2 separate regions of the Sus scrofa genome follow, and region 1 is linked to region 2. A link is a contact called in public HiChIP or PLAC-seq data. All regions are on one chromosome and are shown on one strand. Each heading gives the region's core, a stretch centred on a gene start, on an enhancer-like site or on the middle of the called end of the contact. The rest is flanking DNA. Distances are from core to core; before and after follow the strand shown.

Evidence for each region. HiChIP or PLAC-seq counts read pairs in DNA pulled down with a chosen protein or histone mark.
Region 1: an H3K27ac HiChIP or PLAC-seq map of skeletal muscle shows a contact between it and region 2. The contact joins two enhancer-like sites. A contact is called at or near these places in 3 of 47 Hi-C or Micro-C datasets (all in liver) and 2 of 2 datasets of contacts at active chromatin or transcription factors (alveolar macrophages and skeletal muscle).

The regions. Positions count from the first base shown.
Region 1 is chr4:34,400,257-34,406,383 of Sscrofa11.1, reverse strand. No RefSeq gene overlaps it. Among named protein-coding and RNA genes, the nearest start is that of KLF10, 27 kb to the left of the region's middle. Within about 2 kb of position 3,968, at least 10 of the 83 cell types and tissues checked have an H3K27ac peak or open chromatin away from gene starts, as enhancers often do. A contact at or near this core is called in skeletal muscle, where this site is marked.
Region 2 is chr4:34,261,029-34,266,899 of Sscrofa11.1, reverse strand. No RefSeq gene overlaps it. Among named protein-coding and RNA genes, the nearest start is that of AZIN1, 37 kb to the right of the region's middle. Within about 2 kb of position 1,624, at least 62 of the 83 cell types and tissues checked have an H3K27ac peak or open chromatin away from gene starts, as enhancers often do. A contact at or near this core is called in skeletal muscle, where this site is marked.

The DNA of each region.
Region 1 (6,127 bases), core at 2,719-5,218, 140 kb before region 2:
CATGGCTACTAGCTGGATTCATTTCTGCTGCACCGCAATGGGAACGCCACAATAAAAATTTTTTTTTAAATAAAAAAATGAAATGAAGTTTTGATATGGACCCAAATGCCTGGGACAAGTCTGCCCCACTGGGATCTGTTTCACTGCAGAGACTTCTCCCCCTGGTTCACCATGAATCCAACAGGGCTGTTGGGGGCCTCTGAATCCTGCCCATGTCCCTGCTCTGCAGTTGTCTGGCTTTCCCTGCAGGGCTGGGCATTTGGTAGGAGTGAACCTGCTATTGGGTGAGTAGGGGAAGGGGGTGGAGGGGAGGGGCAGGCACTAGGCAGCAACGGAAGGAGGTGGATGGGAGGGAGGCCATCACTTGGCGTCTTGCTCCAGTTCTGCCGCTTAGTAACCATGTGACCTAGGACACGTCAACAAACTGAGCCTCTATTTCCTCATCTTCGAAGAGGGTGGAGGGGAAGAGTGATTATTAGCTGCTTATAGGTATCTCATTGGGATCTTGAGGATAGCCAATTAAACTGAATGGCTGAGGTGAAAATGATTTAAATAAGGGAGGGGAAGGTTTGGTTCTGTTCACTGCTTTATAGCGTAGGGCCTGGCCTATAGCATAGCGAGTGCTGAGTAAAATATTTGTTGAATGAATAAATGTGAACACAAAACACTCCTCTGGGGTAGAGAGGCGAATGATATCAAAAGGAGCCCACAGAGAGCTGGTGGTGTCGACGGTCTAAGTCCATGGCTGTATGGAGGCTCCATGCTTCTTTGCTATTCTGTGTACTTGCATCTTAAGTATTCTCTTGTATGCATTAACATCTCCTTAAAGTACTTAAAAATTAATGCAAAAAAGAACAAAGTGGAGAGGAGAACACTCGGTAAAGTACCTTGCAGAAGAAGGTGGTATTGTAACTCTTGATGTTGCTTCCACACAAGCTATAAAACTCTTCTGAGTGACCTCACTTAGTTCATCAACTTCTTTTTTTTTTTTTTTTTGTCTTTTTGTCCTTTTTTTTTTAGGGCCACACATGCGGCATGTGGAGGTTCCCAGGCTAGGGGGTCTAATCGGAGCTGTATCTGCCAGCCTACGCCAGAGCCACAGCAACGCGGGATCCGAGCCACGTCTGCGACCTACACCACAGCGCAGGGCAACGCCGGATCCTTAACCCACTGAGTGAGGCCAGGGATTGAACCCGCAACTTCACGGTCCCTAGTCAGATTCATTTCTGCTGTGCCACAACAGGAACTCTGTCAACTTCTTAGGTTTGGGCCAAGCATTGCTCAAAGTAGAGGAATTTATAAAAAGAAAGTTATATCAGGAACCAAGACTTAGTGGGATCTAATTTGTGTGTGTGTGTGTCTGTGCCCAAGTTCCAGGGCCAGGGATTAAAGCTGCACCACAGCAGCAACCCAAGCCACAGCAGTCGTGAAGCTGGATCCTTAACCTGCTGAGCCACCAGGGAACTCTCAGGATCTACTTTTTAAGACAGAATAAATAGGCTGATCTTTTTTTTTTTTTTTTTTTTTTTTTTTTTTTTAAGTCACTGCCTTTTGCTTATGTGTGTGTCACACCCACGCCTAGTCAGGTAAAGTACAGGTGAGGCATCATGTCTTGGCTTGTGCAGTGGCCTCTGCCTTGCTTCACCTTGCTAGTTCCTACTTGTCATTCAAGACCTGCCCCAGGTGTCATCCTTTCCGGGAAGTTTCTCTGAACTGCCACACTGGCATCCTGCCGCCTTAGCTCATCGATGGCAGGGTTCTCAATGAGGGGGTGCTTTTGTACCTCAGTGGACATTTGGCCAGGTTTAGAGACATTTGGTTGTCATGGCTGGTAGGGGTGGGTGGAGGCCAGGGATGCTGTGTGTGCAACAACAGGCACTGCCACCCCCATGCCAAAGGACTCCCTGATCCCAAGTGTCCATGGTGAGAAATACTGCCTGATGGAGTGAAATTTTCTTTCTGTCTCATTGAGACCTGAGTGCATCCTGGGCAGGGCCCTTGTTGAGTTAAGCCTTTCACCTCCAAAACTGGCACATGGCTTGGAAACATGCACACACATGCACACACACACATATACTTGTTGACTTTTTTTTTTTTAAGCCTGTACCTGCCAGATCGGAACCTTATCTGACACCCACGCCTCAACTTGCGGCCAGGCCAGATCCTTAACCCACTGAGCGAGGCTAGGGATCAAACCCGAATCCTCATGGACACAATGTCAGGTTCTTAATCCACTGAGCCATGTTGACTTTTCTTTTTTTTTTTTTTGTCTTTTTTGCCTTTTCTAGGGCCGCTCTGGTGACATATGGAGGTTCCCAGGCTAGGGGTCTAATCGGAGCTGTAGCTGCTGGCCTACATCACAGCCACAGCAACGCAGGATCCAAGCTGTGTCTGCAACCTACACCACAGCTCATGGCAACACCAGATCCTTAACCCACCGAGTGAGGCCAAGGATCGAACCTCATGGTTCCCAGTCAGATTCATTAACCACTGAGCCACAACGGGAACTCCCATGTTGGCTTTTCTATTCATTTGCTCCCCCACTGTGTGTTAGGTGCGATACCAGCTGGAGATGCTCTCAAGATGAGGACAAAGTCATGTAAATACCTAATCCTTGGGAGTTCCTGTTGTGGCACAACAGAAACAAATCCAACTAGTATCCATGAGGATGCGGGTTCCATCCCTGACCTTGCTCAGTGGGTTAAGTATCCAGCATTGCCATGAGCTGTGGTGTAGGTCACAGATGTGCTTAGATCTGGCATTGCTGTGGCTGTGGCTGTGGCATAGGCTGGCAGCTGCAGTTTTGATTTGACCTCTAGGCTAGGAACTTCCATATGCCCTGGGTGCGGTCCCAAAAAGATAGATAGAGAGCTACCTCATCATCCTTCACAAGATTGAAAACAGGGTCCTAATAGAGGAACAGGTAAAATGCTTTGGGAGAACTGATGATTAGGTTGAACCAAATGAAGCTGCTGACATTCTACCTTTTTGACTGGCAAAACAGCAATTTTATATGGTTCATTCACAAATGTGGCTGACCCTAAATACTTGGGACAGAGCTGGGGGTGATGAGCAGACTTCACAGGGGAGGAGAGACACCGGGAGCCTGCATTTCAGAGCTTGCCTCCTGCACTGCAGGAAAGAAGGACCCCAGTTTTTACTTTGTGTTTGTAAAAGTATTAGATAAAAGCATTTCACTTTTTTTTTGTATTAGTAAAGTATTTTTGCATTTGTAAATATTATTTTTTTGGTATTTGTAAAAGTATTTCACTTTTATGCCTGTGTCCTGCTCCCACTGCCCCGCGTCACACTTCCTAGAAGAATGCCTTGCATTTAGAAGGCATTGGTTTTATTTGTTTGTTTGTTAGTTTGTTTTTTTCTGACTGGAGTTCAGGTAAATTATTTGTACTTCAAGTTTTTTTTATCATTGTCCCTACACTTTAGCCCCAGGGAACCTGGAGACAGAAGGCACAAAATAGGTAGCGCTTTTCTAGTGGCAACAGGCACAAGAAAACACAGCTGTCCAATACCATCCAAAATGCAAACTGCTGGAGGAGCCATAATGGAAGCTGTCAGGAGCTGAAAGTCCAGAAGCCTGGCTGGTGGCCATGTGAGCAATCATGTGACCCTGAGCCGGTGTCAAGCAGCCCCACACATACCCGGCCCAGGAGCCTTGGCCACTTACTCACCTCGTGCTCTGGAGCAGGTGGTGGAGGATAAACATTTCAAAGTTGGACTCAGAACTTGGCAGAGTCCAACTTTTCAGCCACACGCAAGCCAGAAAACTCTGGAAAACTGAACTGTTTATAAGGGTCAAACTTTTGTAAGTCTGTCCCCAGGTATCCAGCTAGTTTCTTGAAAGAACTGCCCAGAAGCTCATTGCTGACTAGTTGGATGTTACTAGTCTTGAGGAGTCTCTGCTCGTGGATGGAATCTGGCAGCTCAGACAGCAACCCACAGCTCCAGATGCAAGTCTGGGCGGGAGCTAGGAGGCTCGCAGCCAGGAAGAAAAACCCAGGATGGCCCTGTAGGCTGTCCAACCATCTGGCAGGTAGAGTTACTTGGGGCCACTGGTGACACCTGCATGACACCAGACAGACACCAGTAGCGAGACAACCTGGGATCCAACACACTTTTCCTCTCCTTTCTAAGGGGCTCCTAGAGAGAGAAGTGGTTTCCACCCTTTTAGATGCAACAGTGACTCCAAGTTCATTTGTTCACGCGGATCACAGCTGGTGTTTAAATTCTGTCCTAACTGGAACTTGTGGTCAGAGTCAGGTATTAAACACTGATTCTGGCCTAAATAAAGCAAGCTGTATGTGTAGAGGATTGTTTTAAGTAAAAGAAGAATTCAGACCATGGAATTCAGCACTTCTTTAGCTGGTTTCTCTCCCTCTCTCTCTCTGACACACACACACACACACACACACACACTGCTTTAGGGCAGCACTTGAGGCATATGGAAATTCCCAGGCTAGGGGTTGAATTGGAGCTGCAGCTCCCAGCCTGTGTGACAGTCACAACAATGTAGGATCCGAGCTGCGTCTGTGACCTACACTACAGCTCACGGCAATGTGGGATCCTTAAACCACAAAGTAGGGCCAGGGATCTTGTGCAACCTCATGGATACTAGTTGGGTTCATTATCGCTAAGCCACAACGGGAACATCACATAGATACATATATTTTTAACACTAGTCCATGGGGAAAAGGTTTGCAGAAATTTGACAAACTGATGTTAATAGACTCAGATTTTTAGAACTTATTAATGAGACTTGATGAGATGATAGGACTTCCACCATTTTTCCTGGGGTGGGGGGGCGGTTACTCAACTTTTGAAGCCCCACAGACTGTGAGACTTTGTTATTGCACTCTCACTGTCTTCAGATTTTTTTTTAATTTATTTTTATTTATTTATTTTGCCTTTTTGCCATTTCTTGGGCCGCTCCCACGGCATATGGAGGTTCCTAGGCTAGGGGTCTAATAGGAGCTGTAGCCGCCAGCCTACTCCAGAGCCACAGCAACTCGGGATCCGAGCCGCATCTGCAACCTACACCACAGCTCATGGCAACGCTGGATTGTTAACCCACTGAGCAAGGGCAGGGATTGAACCCACAACCTCATGGTTCCTAGTCAGATTCATTAACCACTGCGCCATGATGGGAACTCCCCACTGTCTTTAGATTTTAAGATGCCCTCACTGTGACTAATGCTGTGTGTGCTTAGCCCTTCCCAAAGTTACCCACCCCCAACCCCGATTCCTCCTGTGGAGTATGCTCTTAGCAGAGTGTGGCCCCATTTGTTTATGATGAGAGGAATTCAGTTTATGTAAAATTGAATTAAACTACTATTAAGAAAGACTTCATTTTACTTCCTGTTTTTGGAGAGAGAGAAATACTCTTCTTTGATACAACCATCATAAATTGCTTTTTGGCCATGCCGCAGCATATGGAAGGTCCAAGGCTGGGGGCTGAACTTGGTGTCACAGTAGCAACCCAAGCCACTGCAGTGACAACACCGGATCTTTAACCTTCTGCACCAAAAGCGACCTCCTAACCATTGCACGTCTTAACGACACAGAAATGGAGCTTCATTTCCAGACACTACATGGAAAAGCCACCAACATTTTAAGAACAGAAGCCATATTTGATTTCTCTCTTTCCTGACCCCTCTAGAGGGTTAGATAAATGTCTGTTGAATGACTGTGTTCTCAACATCATTTCTAGCTTTCATATTTTTAAAGTATTGTTATGATAATATGCATGAAACATGTGGAGTCCAACTCATGATTTGACCAGTGAAATTAAACATCCTTAATGGGTTCTATCCCTGGCCTCACTCAGTGGGTTGAGGATCTGGCATTGCTATGAGCTGTGGTGTAGGTCCAGATGCGGCTCAGATCCTGTGTTACTGTGGCTGTGGCTAGCAGCTGCATCTCCAATTCAACCCCTAGCCTGGGAACTTCCATATGCTGAAGGTGTGGCCCTAAAAAGCACACACAGAAAGAAAGAAAGAAAGAAAGAAAGAAAGAAAGAAAGAAAGAAAGAAAGAAAGAAAGAAGGAAGGAAGGAAGGAAGGAAGGAAGGAAGGAAAGAAAAGAAACCTACAAGCATAATGGTTTAAACAAG
Region 2 (5,871 bases), core at 375-2,874:
GGCAGTGATGATTCCTGCCCGGGTTCTTGTGAGGGCCTTGAGATAAATCCCCCCAGCACAGGGGTAGTTTTCCATAGCATTTTCTTCTTCCTGATTTGCTAGTAATTCCTTTCACAAATTTAGGGGAAATCTCCAGGTCTGGACCTCAGTTCTCTCAGCATTTGTCCTCCCCCATTTCCCTGGGGAGGACCCTGATACCATATCTGAGGCCAGGGGTGAGGAAAGGCAGGCTGAGGAGCTTGGCAGTTGCCTCTCTGCTTGGAAGATGACATCAATGAACAAGGGGCTGACCAGTGGTTCTCTCCCGGGACTGAGCCGCAGAAATACAGCCTGAAGCCTGGGGAGGATCTAGAGCTATAAGGAGAATTTCCTGACAAATGACAACACAATGCTGCCTCACTGACTCATGAGGGTCTGCGAAAGTCGGAGATTCGCCCTGGGTACCTGACCCTATCACCACAAAGCAGTGCTGTGTTCCCATTTGACTGCTAAGAAAACTGAGGCTGAGCGATATTCAATACTTGGTAAAGTAGCCACAGTAGCAAGTAGCAGAGAAGGGCTTGGAATCTGCATCTTAAATGTAGTAGGATGACCCCTCCCCACCTTTTGACTCTAAAGGACCAGGGTATTTCATCTTAAGCTTTGTTTACAATCAGAGCTCCAGAAAAGCCACACTTAATCCTAGGGTTGGGGCATTTAACCCAAAGAGTAAGACGGCCCCTGAAATGCTTGTGCACTCTCCTCCCTTTTAATCCCCATTACAGAAGAGGAAACTCTATGAAGGGTAATCAGTGTTTGGTGGTCTTTCCTGGCCAAAGTGAGGGCAAGAGATTGTTAAACAGCTTAGGAAATGCAGTAGAGATACCAAGATGGCCCTTTTTTTGGATTTGGGAATGGGATAATTCTGCTCTCCTTTGGAATTCTCCCCGGCACATCTCCTTGGAGCATCACAAGCTTCCTGGTGTGAAAACCTACGGGCCTACTGGGAGGTAGGTATTCTCTTTCCCATTTTACAGATTAGAAAACTGAGCTTGGACAGAGGCCAGGACTCAATTGCGGCTGCATCTTACTGCATAAATTTCTCCGTCCCGGGAGGCCTGAGCACCTTCAGCGGACAGGAATGGTAACGTGGCCACCCTTCTAAACCAGACTCTGCCCGGGCGCGGCGGGGCAGAGGAGCGGAGGAAGGAGAGCCGGCGCGCGCACACACGAGGCCCAGGGCTGGGGCCCCGTGGCGGGGAGGAGCCCACTTCCCTTCCCCTCCCCTGGGAACTCAGCGCGGGGGGAGGGGGCGGCGGCTGCCCTCCCCATCCGCCCGGCCGCCAGGTGCCCAGAAACTCGGCCTCCCCCTCCCGCCCCCGCGCCTGTTCCCGGCGCAGCCCGTGTCTCGGCGGTCACGTCTCCCCATCCGGCTCCAAAGTACGAGTCAGCCGCTGCCCGGCCGACCCTGCGGCAGGGCGGGGGCAGAGGGAGGGCGGCGCCGGGGGCGGGCGGGGGCAGAGGGAGGGCGGCGCCGGGGGCGGGCGGGGGGCAGGCGGCCCGGGCGGGCGAGGCCGGGCGCCGGGCTCCCTCCTCCCTCCTGCACCACGCGGGTAGGTCTGCGAGGAGCCAGGGCTCCGCCCTTCGGGCCCGAGTCGGCCCGGGCCCAAGGGGCGAGGCGCGGGCGAGGTCGCGGCACGGCGGCCACCGCCCCTGCTGGGCGGGAGGCGGGCGGAAGGCGGGGCGAGGGGGAGGCCCGGCAGGGGAAACCGGGAGGCCGCGCCTCCGGAGCCGCGCGCCGGCCGGTGTTGCTGGGGAGAAAAGCGCAGCGGCGGCTCCGCCCTGAGCCCCGCGACCGCAGCGCCCTCTGCTGGTGGGGTTTCGGAACTGCACAGAGACTCCATCCGCACCTGCCAGGAGGAGAGCTGGTAGAAATTACTGTTCAGTTAACGATGCCATTCTTAGAAAAAAAAAGAAACAAATTCAAAAATAAGTCCTGAGCATTGCAGGAAAATTTGGAAATGCAGAGAGAAAAAAGAAAAAAATTACTCTTAATGCCTGTATCTAGAAATAAACACTTCTGGAATTTTAGTGACTGCCCTTCCAGGGCTTCATATCTTTAAATTTGTGTGTGTGTGCACGCGCGCATCCTTTACAGCATATTTATTTATTTAATTTGCTTTTTAGGGCCCAACCTGCAGCATATGGAGGTTCCCAGGCTAGGGGTCCAATCGGAGCTACAGCTGCTGGCCTACACCACAGCCACAGCAACGCCAAGATCCAAGCCACATCTGTGAGCTACACCACAGCTCACAGAAACGGCAGATCCTTAATCCACTGAGTGAGGCCAGGGATCAAACCTGCATCCTCATGGATACTATTCAGATTGTTTCCACTACCACAGGGGAACTCCTGGAATTTTTAAAATGTAGCATTGTCAGCTCTGAGAACTCACAGGCCTTGTTTTGTTCACTGCTCCACCCTCAGTGTCTAGAACACGGTTTAGCAGTGTTCTGGGTGCTCAAAAATCAAACGTTGGCTCTACCAACATGGGATCATGCTTTTCACACTTTCATGATCATCATTTTTAGCATGCTTAAATTCTTTTGTATGTTCCCCTGAGTAGTAAAAGACTGATACTAGAATGGTCCACTAACCACCTTCTAGAATCTGAAGGAATGTGTCTGGAATTCAGAATTATTCACAGTCTATGTATATGGTAACACCACCACCATCACTACCAGCTGCAGGCTCTGGAACAACAAACACTCTGTAATCAAACACACTACATTTCTCCAGCAAAATGTAGGACTATTCACATCAAGTAAGATAAACACTGTCAACAGCTTCACGTCCCTTCAGTCAGGTTTTGAGGTTAAATGAGTGAGTTTTCCCCAAACTAAACCAAAAAACTTTTGAGTTCCCAGACCATTCTGAATTTTGAGTTTGAAGAGATGTACTGGGAGTTCTCAACGTGACTCTGCAGAAACAAATCTGACTAGTATTCATGAGGATGCCGATTTGATCCCTGGCCTTGCCCAGTGGGTTAAGGATCCGGCATTGCCATGAGCTATGGTGTAGGTTGCAGACACGGCTCGGATCCCGCATTACTGTGGCTGTGGTGTAGGCTGGCAGCTGCAGCTCCTATTTGACCCCTAGCCTTGGAACCTCCATATGCCATGGGTGTGGCCCTAAAAAGACCAAACCAAAAACAACAAAAAAAGAGAGAGATGCACTAACCTCTGGGCACATCAAGGGTCTGATGATGTCTCTGCTGTGAGCTCGTGTTTTCCCATTTACCTCTGTCTCTTACACACTCTGGGTGCTTGGTAGCCCCAGGTAATTGAGGTGCCAGTTGATGAGATGTGATTGAATGTGGGGTGTGGTGAGAAAGGGAAGGATATGATTGGGTTAGATTTTTGGATGTGGCCACACCTTCCCTACACCAAGCCACCACCTTCAAACCAATGGACTTCAGCACTTGTGCGGTTGCCTTTGTTTCTTCCAAGGCTATGCTTGTTCTAGTGGACCCCACTGAGAGCAGCCAAATTCCCCCCAAACAAACACCGCCATCCACGGGCCTATGCGGCCAAAAAGATGCTACGGTATCTTGTCCAGAAGGGCCTGGGAATCAAGACATTCAACTTAAGAGTCGTTGGTTGAGCCGTGATCACATGTTCTGCAGCCTCTGAGCTGGGCCTCTCTCTGAGCTCCAGACTGGATATCCAGCCTCCTGCTGACATCTCCACTCAATCCCCAAATTTACTTCAAATGCCATGTGTCCAAGACCCTACCCATGACCCACTCAAAGCCTGGTCCTCTTTTGTGACCCAGGTCCTGACCAAGCCCATCAGCCATCTAGTGAAACAAGCTAGAAGCTCAGGCATCTTCCCTCTCTTCCTCCTTCATCCTTACCCACCTCAACACGTCTTGCCCATTTACCTCTGAAGCAGCCCTCCACGGCACCACCATCCAGTCCCAATGCCAGAGCCTAAGCAGGCTGCCAATCCAATTCTTGCTCTACTCAGGTCCTTTCTGCACAATGAGGCCAGGCTCCTTTGAAACATAGACTCAGTTACTTCACTCATGGCCCAGGACCACCAGGAGCAGCTGCCAAGGTTTATCACTTCTCCTAGGATTTCAGCAAGATCATTTGACAGCTCTGAAATGCACCCCACCCCCATCTTTCTTAGGATAGAAATAAAAATCTATGAAAAGGCCTGCAGAGCCCTCTCTGCTGGAGCGGGCTTTGTCCTGACAAGGCTCGTGCCAGGAGTCTCTGCCCTGCACTTGCTGTACCCCTTGCCCAGAACATTCTCCCTCCATCTCTTCACCTACTTCACTCCCACTCTTCACTCCCATTATTTCCCCAAGAAGTCTTCCTGACCAAGGAAAGGGCCCTTTAGCACCAGTGCTGCTCCCTCAAAGCTGCTCCGTTTTGGAGTCATACATTTATTTGTTGATTCGATCCATGCCTGCTTCCCACAGGAATTCTTGTGCCTGGTTTGCCCATCATGGTGCTCCCACCTCCAGGTCCAGTGCTCGGCGTTAAGTAAGTGCTTCATGAATATGTGTTCCATGAATCCACTGCCTTATCTGCTCACTCATCTTAGGACAAGCCAAGGAGGAGAACCAGAAGCACAGAAAGGAGGGAGTGTGTGTGAGTTCACTTATCAAGCCCCCCCAAAAGTGCATCTGTTATGTGTCAGGCTCTGGGGATGTGAAAAAGTTGGCAGAAGAGAAACCAGTTGACTGCCTTCAAGATCTTAACTTCTAGGAGTTCCTATTGTGGGTCAGAGGTAATGAACCCAACTAGTATCCGTAAGGTTTGATGCCAGGTCTCACTCAGTGGGTTAAGGATCTGGCATTGCCATGAGCTTGGTAGGTTGCAGACAAGGCTCAGATCCAGCTGGTGGCTACAGCTCGCATTTGACCCAGAGGTAATGAACCCAACTAGTATCCGTAAGGTTTGATGCCAGGTCTCACTCAGTGGGTTAAGGATCTGGCATTGCCATGAGCTTGGTAGGTTGCAGACAAGGCTCAGATCCAGCTGGTGGCTACAGCTCGCATTTGACCCCTAGCCTGGGAACTTCCATACACTGTGGGTATGGCCCTAAAAACAAAAAACAAAAAAACCAAAAAAACTTAACCTCTAAATCACATGGATCTAGTAAAGCCACAGCCACAAAGGGAATGTTCCCCACAGATAAAAAAATAAAATCCCTCTTTGAACCAGAACTCATCAACCAAAGTCCCTTTTCTCCCAACCAACCAGCCCTAACTGTACCTTGATTTTTGAGCTGGGCTCTTTATCCTACAAAAAGCCCATCTTGACCCTCAAAGACCAAGAGGCTCCAAAGGACTGTCTAGTGTGTGGGTTTCTTGGATGCATCAAGCTAAGTAAACTTGGCTTTGTGTAGCCACAGGCATGTCATTGGTGGACCTGCCATCCTAACTTGAGTTCAAAAAGCACCTGGAAAAAGCCACATTCAAAGTTTAACAACCACATTCCTTGCTCATCCATGTCTTCTAGCCTTTATACTGTTTCACACCCGGGAACGAGTGTCCCCCTCGGGCTCAGAGTTGTCATGGTAACTTGTCAGTGGGCTCAGCCCCAGCTGTTGTCACAACTGGAAACCTGTACTTTGGGATTTGTGGCAAAAGTTGTTAATGGGGGTGGGTATATGAGTGAGGGAAGGAAAAGTGAGGCAGAATCACCTCTTCCTCCTGGCTCTGCTCTACCTCAAAACCCACTTGTAGCAATGCAGAGACAGAGGTTTGCGTAACATTCACAGACAGAATTCAGCACTATGTGAAATCAGCTACCTACACTGAAAAACGTGCAGCAACTGCCAGGCACTATGAGCAAAGGTAATCCATGAGCGCCATCTA